Regions from separate parts of the Gossypium hirsutum genome. Here region 2 is linked to region 1. A link is a contact called in public Hi-C data. All regions are on one chromosome and are shown on one strand. The core of a region is the stretch at or near the end of the contact, and the rest is flanking DNA. Distances in the headings are between cores, read along the strand shown. Region 1 holds the start of LOC107929673 (cationic amino acid transporter 9, chloroplastic). Region 2 holds the start of LOC107929664 (protein transport protein SEC31 homolog B).

Region 1 (6,104 bases), core at 2,708-5,207:
ATTAGACTCTCAATTTGTAGATAGACACTAATTTTAGTTATCGATGTAATCCGATATTTACTATTAGATCTTAAAGAACTCAACTATAAATAAAATCTTCCTCTTTCATTAGTAATAATCCTATTATTTTTATTTAGAGTTATAAAATACATTAGAGAATATTTATTCAAACACTTGGTGTGCTATAATTTTCTCATGGCATTTCTATTTGATTCAAATCCCTTTGTCTTTCTGAATTACTTTCACTTTATTTGGATGTCATAGAGAATTTTACTTTTGAATTTTCATTTTCAAGAGGTAGGCGAACTTAAGTGGATTTGAAGCAACCACGTAGCTTACGAAACTAAAATTCTAGCCATGTGACATAAATGTATGCATTGTAGAACAGTCAAACACCACAAGAAGTCAATGATCCACAAATTAATCTGTATCTTAACAGTTGTAAAAACGACAGCTCGAGGAGAACCTACCTAGTTGGTAAGAAATTAAATGTACTGTAGAGAAGACCGTGTAAATACACTTTGTTTATTAGTCAGCAGAGATGCCAACATTTTCTAATAGAAATCTACATCTATGATCACTAATAATTTTATAAGCTGATTGTGCAATAATAGGATGATAGACTACAAGTCCCACCAATAACTATTGGTGACTGTACATTAATGCTCAGTGTCTATCTTCTTCAGGCGCCATATGGTAAATAATTGTCTCATCTAAACGGGGATTAGCATGATACTGTCCATAAAATGCATAAATACCTACAGATACTATGCTGAGGATGATGAATCTGATCCACGCTTCATAGTGCAACTGTGCCAAAAAAAATAGGGTAATTAACACCAGCCGGCTTTGGTCTATAAATTCTTCGAATTTTAACTCCTTTATGAATTGGTTACACAAATTCAATGCACTAATTCAAAAGGATTGTAGTGAGGGCATTTTGCAGGCATACCTGAGCAAACAGGTATATGTTGAAAAAGATGCAAACAGATGGCACAATCGGAACCCATGGACAAGAAAACCCTGGAGGATCTGAATAAGCCTGAGAAGAGTGCATTAATGGGTTCAAAAAATCATATTAAGAGGTTTACCAATTCAGCTGGTCATGTTAAACCAAGCAGAAAGCCAGCATGTGCGCTGTAAATAGCCAAAAGCGCAATCAATCTTAACATTGAACACCATTAACACCATATGTATATCAATAAACACTCCCTTTTTCCTGGCATTGGAAAGGAAAAGTAGAAATCAAATTTATGTATAGATAAATTCATTCACCTGACGGAAACAAAGAGCAGCACAAGCCATTATGGCTATAACCACCGCAACAATCATAAAAATAAAGTGAGTGCCAAAACGATAAAGAACTCCAGCAGCAAAACCACAGCATGCCACTAGGAAAATACATAGGACACCTTCACACCAGGTTGAGATGCACTTTGAAGAAACTCGATTTCCGGTGTTATTTTTCCAGCGAAGCGTTACAACACAGGCTGCAACAACAGAATAGCCTGTCTGAAACAAATCAAAGTATAAAGTGAGGTGCATGTCATTCGCAATTATACACATCTAAATGCATTTGTTCCTTCAAAACATCAACTTAATTTATGCAGGTACTTTCCTTTGAACTCATGACCATCCAATACATGCACTTCTACACATTACAGGATGTTGACAGAAGCCAGAGTATACACTCTATGGTTAAAAGTTATTAGCAAATAAAAGTTCTGCAGATACTGATCTGCTTTCATCTGAAGCTGAAAATAGACTACTTCGATGACCTACAGATGATACTAGGAAATGCACAATATGCTGAAGTAGGTTACCCCTTGTAGATACTTGTTTTTGGTTACTAACTGTCCAATCAGTAGTAGTTCCAGATCTAAAACTGTGATAACTTGATAACCATATATGATTAAGCAAATATAGAGCAAAGACTTCACAGAAAAAGGAAAAGAAATGGCCTACCAGTGAGCCAACTGAAAGAATGTGTGATAGTATATGCACGTTAAACAGCCCTCCCAAAACAGCAGCAATGATACCGACCCAGATTTGAGAATGAATAGGTGTGTGGCGTATCGGATGCACTTTAGCAAATATCGAAGGCAGTAAACCGTCCCTTCCAAGCCCAAGATATAAGCGAGACTGCTCAGAGAAACACTCCATCATGTAAACTGGAAACATGTTACTCAATAAGGATATAACAAATACATAGAAATTTGACATAAAGACCAACAGCTGCTCAGACAAAGCATTTCATCACGTGCACTGGGAACATGCCACTCAATAAGGACATAACCACATAACAGAAACCATTGAAATTTCACCTGGACATATAGACCAACTAGAAGGGTTGTTGTAAGCCCAGCAACAGCTCCAATACTGATCAAAATAGAAACATATTTCAAACCCTTGGATGTAAACGCTTCAGATAAAGGAGCATCCTCGCCAAGGAGGTTGTAAGGTACCATCCCGGTGAGCACTAAGCAAACACCAACGTATAAAATAACACATACAAGCAGACTTCCCAAAATTCCGATTGGCAAATCACGCTGAAATATCAAAATTAAAACAGAGAAGATATAAAGAATGAAACTACAAATAACATGCAGACACTATAAAACAATACAATACAAGATAAAGCATAGTAACATAAATTACAATACTTTGAATGACAAGACATTGAGTTGCTTTCAAAATAAGATTACCTGAGGTCTCTTTGATTCTTCAGCAGAATTAGCAACCGCGTCAAATCCAACATATGCAAAGAATACTACGGTTGCTCCCGTAAATATATGTTTAACACCATTGGGAGCAAAAGGAGACCAATTATCTACATCAACTTTGAAAGATCCAACAATAATGACAAAAATAACGATGACAACCTGCAACACAGTTAATGCGGAAATCAGTTACAATCACTCCCATTTCACTTTTTTCCTCCCCCTCTGTTTCTTCCTTTCACCAAAGGCCAAATGTTAACTTTTAATTATTCACAAATCTTGTTGATTTTTGTATCCGAGTACAATCTTTGTCCTTTTTTACTCTCAGAAAAAGGAAAAACGGGTATAATCAGAATATAGAAAACAAACGAAGTCCTGAAAGGAGGGTACCTTGGCTGCAGTCATGAAAGAATTAACAGCAGAAGATTCTCCAACACCAAGACAGAGGATAACAGTCAACACGGCAAGAAGAATCGGAGCCAGGATATTGATAGACAAAGTTCCTCCAAAGAATTCTTGACCACCATGACCAACCCAGGGAGGTATGTTTCCTTTCAAAGCAGGGATGAGCTCGAAAATGGTAGCCACGTAGCTAGCTAAGCTACGGGCAATACTAGCTGCTCCGATATGATAATCCAACATTAATTGCATGAATACAAGGAAAGCCGTAATTTCATTGAAGGCCGTGTACGCGTACAAGTACGCGCCTCCGACTACGGCGGGAAACCGTGAAGCTAACTCCGCGTAGCACAACGCGTTCAACACACACGATGCTCCCGCGAGTATGAAACTAATAGTCACTCCTGCAAAAACAGATTCAGAAAATCGCAACAAAATCTAAAGCAGAAACGATATCTGCGATCCAATAGAACCAAAAAGTAAAGAATTGGAGCGGACCTGGACCGGCATCACGAGCGACGGTTCCGGTGACAACGAATATGCCGGCACCGATAGAGGCGCCGACGCCGAGTAGGATGAGATCGAAGACGCCGAGACGGCGGATAAGGCCATCGCTAGAATTGTTAGTGGAGGAGGATGACTTGAGGGTCTTGGCTCTAAGAGCTGAAGAGCAAAAGTGAGAGAAACAAGTAGATGAGGAGGTGGCGTCTTTGTGACGGCTATCATCCATGGTTGAGGCCATAAAGGTGCGAAAGAAGGATGCCAGTAGTTTGTGTCACGCTGGCATTCATCTTATTTATAGTGTCTGAAAATTCAACGGGGTTAGGTATGGATATAGCGGCTCGAAATTAGCCATACATTTTTGCTCATATATTTCTTCTCGGAAAACAATCAAGATATTCCCCCTTTTTTTAAAAATCGGAATCTTTTTTTCTTTCTTTTTCTTTCCATTTTCTTAATTAACAAAAAACGAAAATCACTGCAGGATATCGTTAAAAATAATTAGTTTAAGAATAAGGGAGTTAATATTTTATTTAATTTTTAATAAACTTATTTGGTGTTACAAGTCATCGGACATTAATTTAATTAGAAAATTTATAAAAATATCATTTCATAATTAAAATAAGTTATATTATTTAATTGTATTTTAGTCTTTATATTATAATAAAAATCAATAAATATATGTCTATAATAAGATTTGAACTCGTACTAATTGAATTAGTAAAATATTCAATTTATCATTCAATCAAAGTTACATTTTAATATATTTTATCCATTTTTATTTTAATATCCACAATTTATCATCTCCACCAATTGTATATATTAACAATGTTATTAATTGTGTTGGTGTTAAAAGTCAACTCAATACTAATTCACAATTGATGACAAAATCATGATAAATAATTGTAATGCATTTAGTATTATGATTAAATTTTGTTTTCTATATTTATGTATTTAAATTTCGTTTTACTCATAATTTAATATAAATTTTTATTTCAATATCATATATATTTTATGTATAATTATAATTAATCAATTTTAAACTATATGTTTTATTGCTTATTATATATAAATACGTATATATTTTAAATATATTATTTTCACACGCATTTATATGTGATAAAATTTCTAGAAAAATAATGCTCCACTGGTTTAATATGGTGATATTCTTTTTCACTAAATTAAGATAGGAATCCTATTCGTAAGTTTTGTTTTCAGAAAACAAATATTATGAGACGGTTGAACCATGTAAATCAGATAAACACTATTTTAATTATTTATTAGGAATCAAATATAGTTTATATAATTTAAAACAAACAATAAATTATTTCTTTTATTAAAAATTTTATTCATTTTATCAATAAATGATAATGTAGTTAATGAAGCAATAAGTAAAACAACACGTGACATGCCACATATTTTCATATTGATGTAATATTTCGCCATATCAATAAATATTTAAAAGTAAAATATATATATATAGATAAATTTTTAAACAATTATTTGACAACTCATGTCCATGTGATTTTTTAAATAATTATAAAATTATAAAAAATATTAAGAATATATTAGAAAAATATTCAAAATAAATCTGACAAACAATTGTCCAGGTTTATTAGAGTAGTTTCTTAAATAATTTGTATAATTATTATAAAGTATAAGTTTTCATTATTTTTAATAATTTTAATAATTTCTTATATTATTGATAATTTTTTACATATTTTTAATAATTTTTATATTTATTTGTTTAGGTTCATCATAGATGTAGTTTTTTTTAAACAATTATAAAAAGTTTGTTTACTTTTAGTATTTCTTGTAATTTTTTTTAAATGTTGCTATGTCAACATTTAATTGTATAATTGGATGAATTTTTAATAAAATGATCAATTTATTGATTTATTTAACGTGCAGAGACTAATTTATCTACGTTTTAAGTGAAAAGTACAAAATACATTAATCTCATTATAAATTTTTATCATATTTATTCTTTTTAATACAATACCTAAAACTACATATAGTCTTTCCCTAATCTCTAAATAGGAGGATAATACAATTCAACACACTTAAACTTACGTCCTTCTGCATTGATAATAATATCAATGCCAATGGAATTAAGACTCAATCGATAAATGCAATTCAATTTTTAATATAGGTTAATAATACTTTTACCTAATTATATTGCGTATATATTTTCAATGGGTGATTTAAATTGAATAAGGGCATATGCCCTATACAATGAAAATAAAGAGACCCAAAACAATAACATTGAGAAGAGAGGCCAGCTTTATGACATTAGCCATTAGCACTCTCAACTGAGGTCTTCCTCAGTAAGGATTCTGCTATTTGTATTTAGACTCCGTTTGACCATTGAGTCTGCAACAATATAAACTCCAACACCTTTCACGTTAGACTTAGTATTACTTAGTAGAGTGAAAAAGAAAATTGAAATGGTACAAAAATATATATATATATATATATAATTTT
Region 2 (5,819 bases), core at 573-3,072, 620 kb after region 1:
TGCTAACAAGTTTGGAGCAATTGCATTGAATTCGAGACCGCGAACCTGAAAGATGGGGAAAAGAATAGAAGTAACATAACATGCAATCTCCAAATGCTTGACAAAAAAAGTCACGTATTGTGGTCAAGCATTTATTACAGAAAAAAGAAACTCACAGGCCCTTTGTGCCTTGAAAGATGTCCAACAAGAGCTTGATCATTTGCCTCAGAGCTGGGGATACGAAGCACGAAAATTACTACCATTTAATCATATATAGCACCCAAAAAAAAAACGAAACTAATAAAAATAGCACAGATATTCTGAAAAGAGAAATATGAAAGTAATCAAATCCAATCATCTAGAAAACAACCCCCCTATAGGAACAGATAAAAAGTTGCTACTTCCGCAACAAAGGGTCCCAATCAAAAACCAGTTAAATAGGGGGAAAATTCTCCCAAAAGATAATGCTAACCTTTTGCTACTCTTAGCATCTAATAAAATACAGCATGGTACAAATGTAACCTGAAAGCCAATATCAAGAAATAAAAAGGTTTCCCGCCGTTTAACCACATTCTATATATCATCCAGTCATAACCCTACACAAAACAAACAATATGATTCATATGCTGTACAAACACGGGAACAGAACACAACAAATATGAGTATATTTTGATCTAATCAATGAACCTCCAATTATCATTAACTATGATACCTAACAGCCCAAGAATATCATTGACACGTGAAAGAAAATGCAAATCATGCCTGTCAAAAAGATGAGAAGTCAGGCACAAAGAATTAACATTCATTTTATCCAACTTATTCCAGCTCCAAGAACAAATAAAGCAATAAAAATTGAACATGGAATTAAATTTCAAATAACAAGTCATCCAGAGTCAATTTCAAATTTCAACCAACCAGTCATCAAAATACAGTTACAACAAGTATCTAGAACTCACAAATCAAGGGCACAGTACTACTAAATCAAACATAAAATACTGTAGCCTCGAAGTAGCCAGAAAATTAGAGATGCTCACATCAGAAATGTGTCAATGCCATTTAGGTAACAGAACAATATAATCCCAAGTAGCTAGAAAGCCACAACATATTCCCATCCATGCAACACTTTACACTTAAAACCAACAATATAATCCAGTTAACTAATAGAAAAAAAAATGCCCAATTAATTGAAAGTCATTTCCAGTTCAATCGAATTTAAAGCCAATTAGCTAAATACAATGTAAGCACAAACAAATTCAATTTACCGGATCAATTTTAAAGGATTCCAAAGATCGATGCTACCATCAACGAGGCCACCAGCAATGAGTCCGAGAGAAAACTCATCGGAACCGGATCCGTTCTTGCCCCAAGCTAGGCGGTTAAACCGCTCTGAGCTTGGGCACTCGCCTATAACGGGGAGCTCGAGATCGTCACTCTGGAAATCAAACTTGAAGATCTCGAGATTCGCCGATGAACTGAAGGATAGATCCACCGCTCCGGCCATCGTCCCAGCAGCCATGTAGGGCGCGTCCGGCGCCAGTGCCACTGACGCCGATCTGTTCACCCCTTTTATACACGCCATTAGGATTAAATGTAAGTTTTACGGTTCCTTATCCCCCAAAATGCCTATCAATTTATCTGTAGATACAGTGAGAAAATGAACAAAGATCGAATAACGATTATCAGCGCCTATATGTGAATTGAAATGTGATCTGATTTGGATTAAAACGATGAGAATTTGGACAATTAGGATTTGATCCGATTTTGGAAATTCAGAAAGAGAAGAGAAAGAGAGAGAGGGAGGGGAATCGACGAGGCAAAAGGAGATTTAATGAGCGAACACATAGTGAGTGGTTTCATTTTTATTTTATTTTTCTCTTTTCGGCAATTTCTGATATTTATATTTGGTCAAATTTACTTTTAGTCCTCTTTTATACTTAATTTTAAAATTTAATCCTTTTACTTTTTCTTTTACTTTAATTTGAAATAATCTCAAGTTTTATAATGTCATTATTTAATTACATTTTCATCAATTTTTTAAATACCTTTTCCACTTTAATACAATAATATATATATGTCAACATGATTATATAAACGAAGATAAGGAGGCTTGTAATAGGTATAGCAAAATAAAAAATTAAAATCGTAAATTTGATTTGATATCTATGGGTTAAATATAAAATTAATATCCAAATTTGTCTACTTCTTTCAGATTGATATTTATGGTTTTTTGTCCTAAATTGGTATCCAAACTTTTTTTCCGTCAACTAAATTTATACTCGAGACCAACGACGTTAAATTTTTACTGATGTGATAGTGCTGGCCAATCGCATGTCGTCACGTGGTGTCCTATTATACCATCCAATCACCACCGAAATCACGTCTCTTAAACCTCTTTCGTTTTCCTCCTCATCTTCCAGCCATCGTCAACCAACCCCCACCACTTCTTCCCTTTTCAAAATAACCCATAAAGAGTGGCTCTTTCGACACCTAATTTTCCATTTTCATTCATTTTTCTAGTTCTTATACAGTTCAAACTTTTGAATTATCAGACAAATAATGGGGCTTCATTAAGCCACACAAAATTTTTTAATATCTTTTAAATAATTCATTTACATTAAAACAGTTTGATTGGTTATTTTGAGAACCAACTGGTTAAACTAGTTTGAAATCGATTCAACTACTAATTTAATTGATTCTTTAGCTTGTTTCAACCAATTTGTATTGGTTCGTAGGTCAATCAAGTTTTTACCTCACACTAGACTGATACCCCAATAGTTCTTAGTCTACCTGGCTAGTGCAATTCAATTTAAATAACATTGGATTTTGGAATTTATGTTTATATTTTTAAAATCATTTTTATATTTTATATTTAATTTTGAAAGATTTTTTTATAATTTTTAGTTTTTTTAGAAATTGTGATTTTTGAAAATATAAATTTTTATTTTTATTAAAAATATGAAAAATTTTATTTTTTAAAATTTTTATATATATTTAAAAGGTAAGGACCAAATTAAAAAAATAGTAAATATTGAGGGCTAAGAAAATTATTTTACTTTTGACATTGTTAATTTTAATTTCAAGATTAAATGAGGACAAAGATTTTTTGATAAAAAAATACGTCTCAAAATTAAAGTTTAAAAATTAAATTTTAAATTTTGAAGAGTATAAGACTTTTGACATATTTAAGCCTTCTCCCTTGGCATTGGAGGGAAAAAATAGGTGGATGTAGTTAAGAGTTCCTTATATTATAAGGACATGATTAAATTAGTCTCTCAAGATTAAATTTAGAATAGATTTAATATTTATTGTTTAAAAATTATCATTTATTGTTTAACAAAATTAATATTTTTAAAGTTTTTATGATATTATAAATAAATTTTTTTGTTTGAAATTAAACTGTAATAAAAATAATTTTTAAGATATTTTTTATACAATAAATATTAACTATGTTACAATTTGGATTTATTTGATTGTTTTTAATAGTATAGGGACTAAATTGAACTAATTTGATCCATACCCTATAATATAGGGACTCTCTCAAGTACTTTAACCGAAAGAAATGTCTATGCGTTTCGTTGGCGAATCAGGACATGACACATGGATCCACTTTTAACATTAAGTAGCTTAAAAGACCAAAAAGGCCCTTTACCTAATGTGGTTTGGTCTTTGTTTGGGCTAGGGACTGAGCTCAAAACGAAATCCTGTTTAGAATCCAAAAGGCCATACGCAATACTATTTTAGGCGACTCAATAACCCAATTATTGCAATTAATTAAATAGTTAAGTAACAATTATGAAAGAGATCTTTCACGAAGGCATAATCATAAATTTACGCTCACTGTTTACATTTTCTAACAATTTGCCTTTTATTCTTTACTTTTTTAAAGTTAAATTTCGCGAAAGAGTCAAATTATTTTTTTTAAAGAAAATGATTTTAAAACAGTAATTTTTAAATGTTATTGGCTTGGCAACTCGAATGGTAGTTCATGTGCACATTATGTTAACATAATATTATTTATCTTATATATCATATGAACAAATAATTTAAAATTTATAAAATAAAATAAAATTAAAAATATAAAAATTTCATAAAAATTTAAAAAGGAATAGCATGAAATATACGTGAATTTTCATGCAAGTTGCCGTAGATGGCCAAATTTGATTCTTTAAAAGATTGAATGCTAAATTTAACTCAAAAAATAAGAGCTAAATTAATAAAAGATGTAAATGTTAAGAACTAAATTTAATATTATGTGATAAATAAATAATTTCAAGCTGCAAATTGAAAGATACTAATTAAAACAAAAGTATTGTTATAATATCGGATCTATAATGTAAAATTATTATGCTCTTTGGGAGTTATTAAAGAATTATCATCTTTGAGATTTTATTGAACTTTTTAGAAAAATTGAAAAGCATCTCTCAACTTCAAACCCCTAATCTTAATATATTAGCGGTATGATGCTCTAACAAATATTAAACTTTAAAAGAAGGGATAAATCTCTAAACTATATATAACTTTTGGTTTAACGTGTAATTTTATACATTAATTTTGATTTTGTGCAACTTTATATATGAAATTTTGATTTGATTAAATTCTTATAAATTATTAACACGGTTATTAATATAGCACCATTTAATATTTATACATTTATCTAATATAAAAATAAATTGATATATTTTTTTAAAATGTATATGATTGAATCAAAAGTAAAGTTTAATGTATATATTTAAACTACAAACAAAGTTTCGTGTGTATAGTTGCATCAAATAAAAAATTACGTATCAAAATACACATTAAATCAAAATTTGTATATAATTTAAAGATATATTTCTTAAAAAAAATAAAATTAAAAGGGTTTATATATCAATGGAATGCTTAACGTAACAAACACTTAACTTACTGTAATCATTCTAAATGTAGCAACACTATTAAAATCGCCCGCAATTTTGTGAACTTCAACTGGTTGTAAAAACCCCATTGCCGCCGACACATCAACTATTTTACTATCCTCTTAGTAGACAAGAATAATCTCCCAATTCATTCTTAAAAACCTCTTGATAATTCTCACCAACACATTAGTATCCTATATGGACTCTCACTCTTTAACCAAAAATATTTTCTGTGAATTATCCATCTCTAATATACATTAGTAGATAGGGGTGAATACAAGGGTAGTAAAAAAAATGTAAAATTGCAATTTTAATTTTTTAAAGATAATCAAATTATAAATTAATATAGAGTAAAATTACGTTTTGGCCTCCAAGAAAATAAAAAAAAATTTATATTTAATCCCTCAAAAATAATGAAATCATAAATTAATAAATGATAAATTTTATATTTTATATTTTATATTTTAACATATCAAAATTTTATAATTTAAAATTTAATCCCCAATCTGCCATGCTTATTGCAACCCCTCCGAGGCTCCCAAAGTACATCAGAGCCAGAGACGTGCCAATATTCATAGCAAAGCCCATTATCTAGGCTCATAATTTCTTATTTTAACAGTTTCATTGCATTTTTACCTTGAACAAAAAAATATTTTTCAACTAATTTATTTTTTTGAAAAAATAGGAAACCCAAAACAACCTGTTAACCAAAAATTGTTCCAAATAAATACAAATATACTGAAATTTGGTTTAATCATTTTCAGTAAAATTCATTCCAAAATTATATGAAGTTGAACTTTCTTTCCATTTTTGGCCTATTCTTGGTTGATATTGATGCTTCTTTTAATAATTTTGGCCAAAATTAAAGCATGTTGTTAATATTTCTATAACTATAGATGCTTCTTTTGTTTACATATTTATCGAGTATTTTAGTATTTTCAGCCAAAA

What was found. A called contact is a pair of places that touch in the nucleus more often than the background predicts.
Region 2: a Hi-C map of leaf shows a contact between it and region 1, with 1.7 times the contacts expected there. The contact joins the promoter of LOC107929664 here to the promoter of LOC107929673 in region 1. A contact is called at or near these places in 2 of 34 Hi-C or Micro-C datasets (both in leaf).

Annotation. Positions count from the first base shown.
Region 1 is chrA08:106,462,340-106,468,443 of Gossypium_hirsutum_v2.1, forward strand. LOC107929673 (cationic amino acid transporter 9, chloroplastic) reads right to left here and starts at 3,958. Exons shown (of 8, transcript XM_016861165.2): 1 at 3,618-3,958; 2 at 3,111-3,523; 3 at 2,706-2,882; 4 at 2,325-2,549; 5 at 1,966-2,142; 6 at 1,276-1,512; 7 at 953-1,042; 8 at 410-810. The coding sequence starts at 3,861. The coding sequence ends at 667.
Region 2 is chrA08:107,089,007-107,094,825 of Gossypium_hirsutum_v2.1, forward strand. LOC107929664 (protein transport protein SEC31 homolog B) reads right to left here and starts at 1,823. Exons shown (of 22, transcript XM_016861153.2): 1 at 1,242-1,823; 2 at 156-210; 3 at 1-45. The coding sequence starts at 1,558.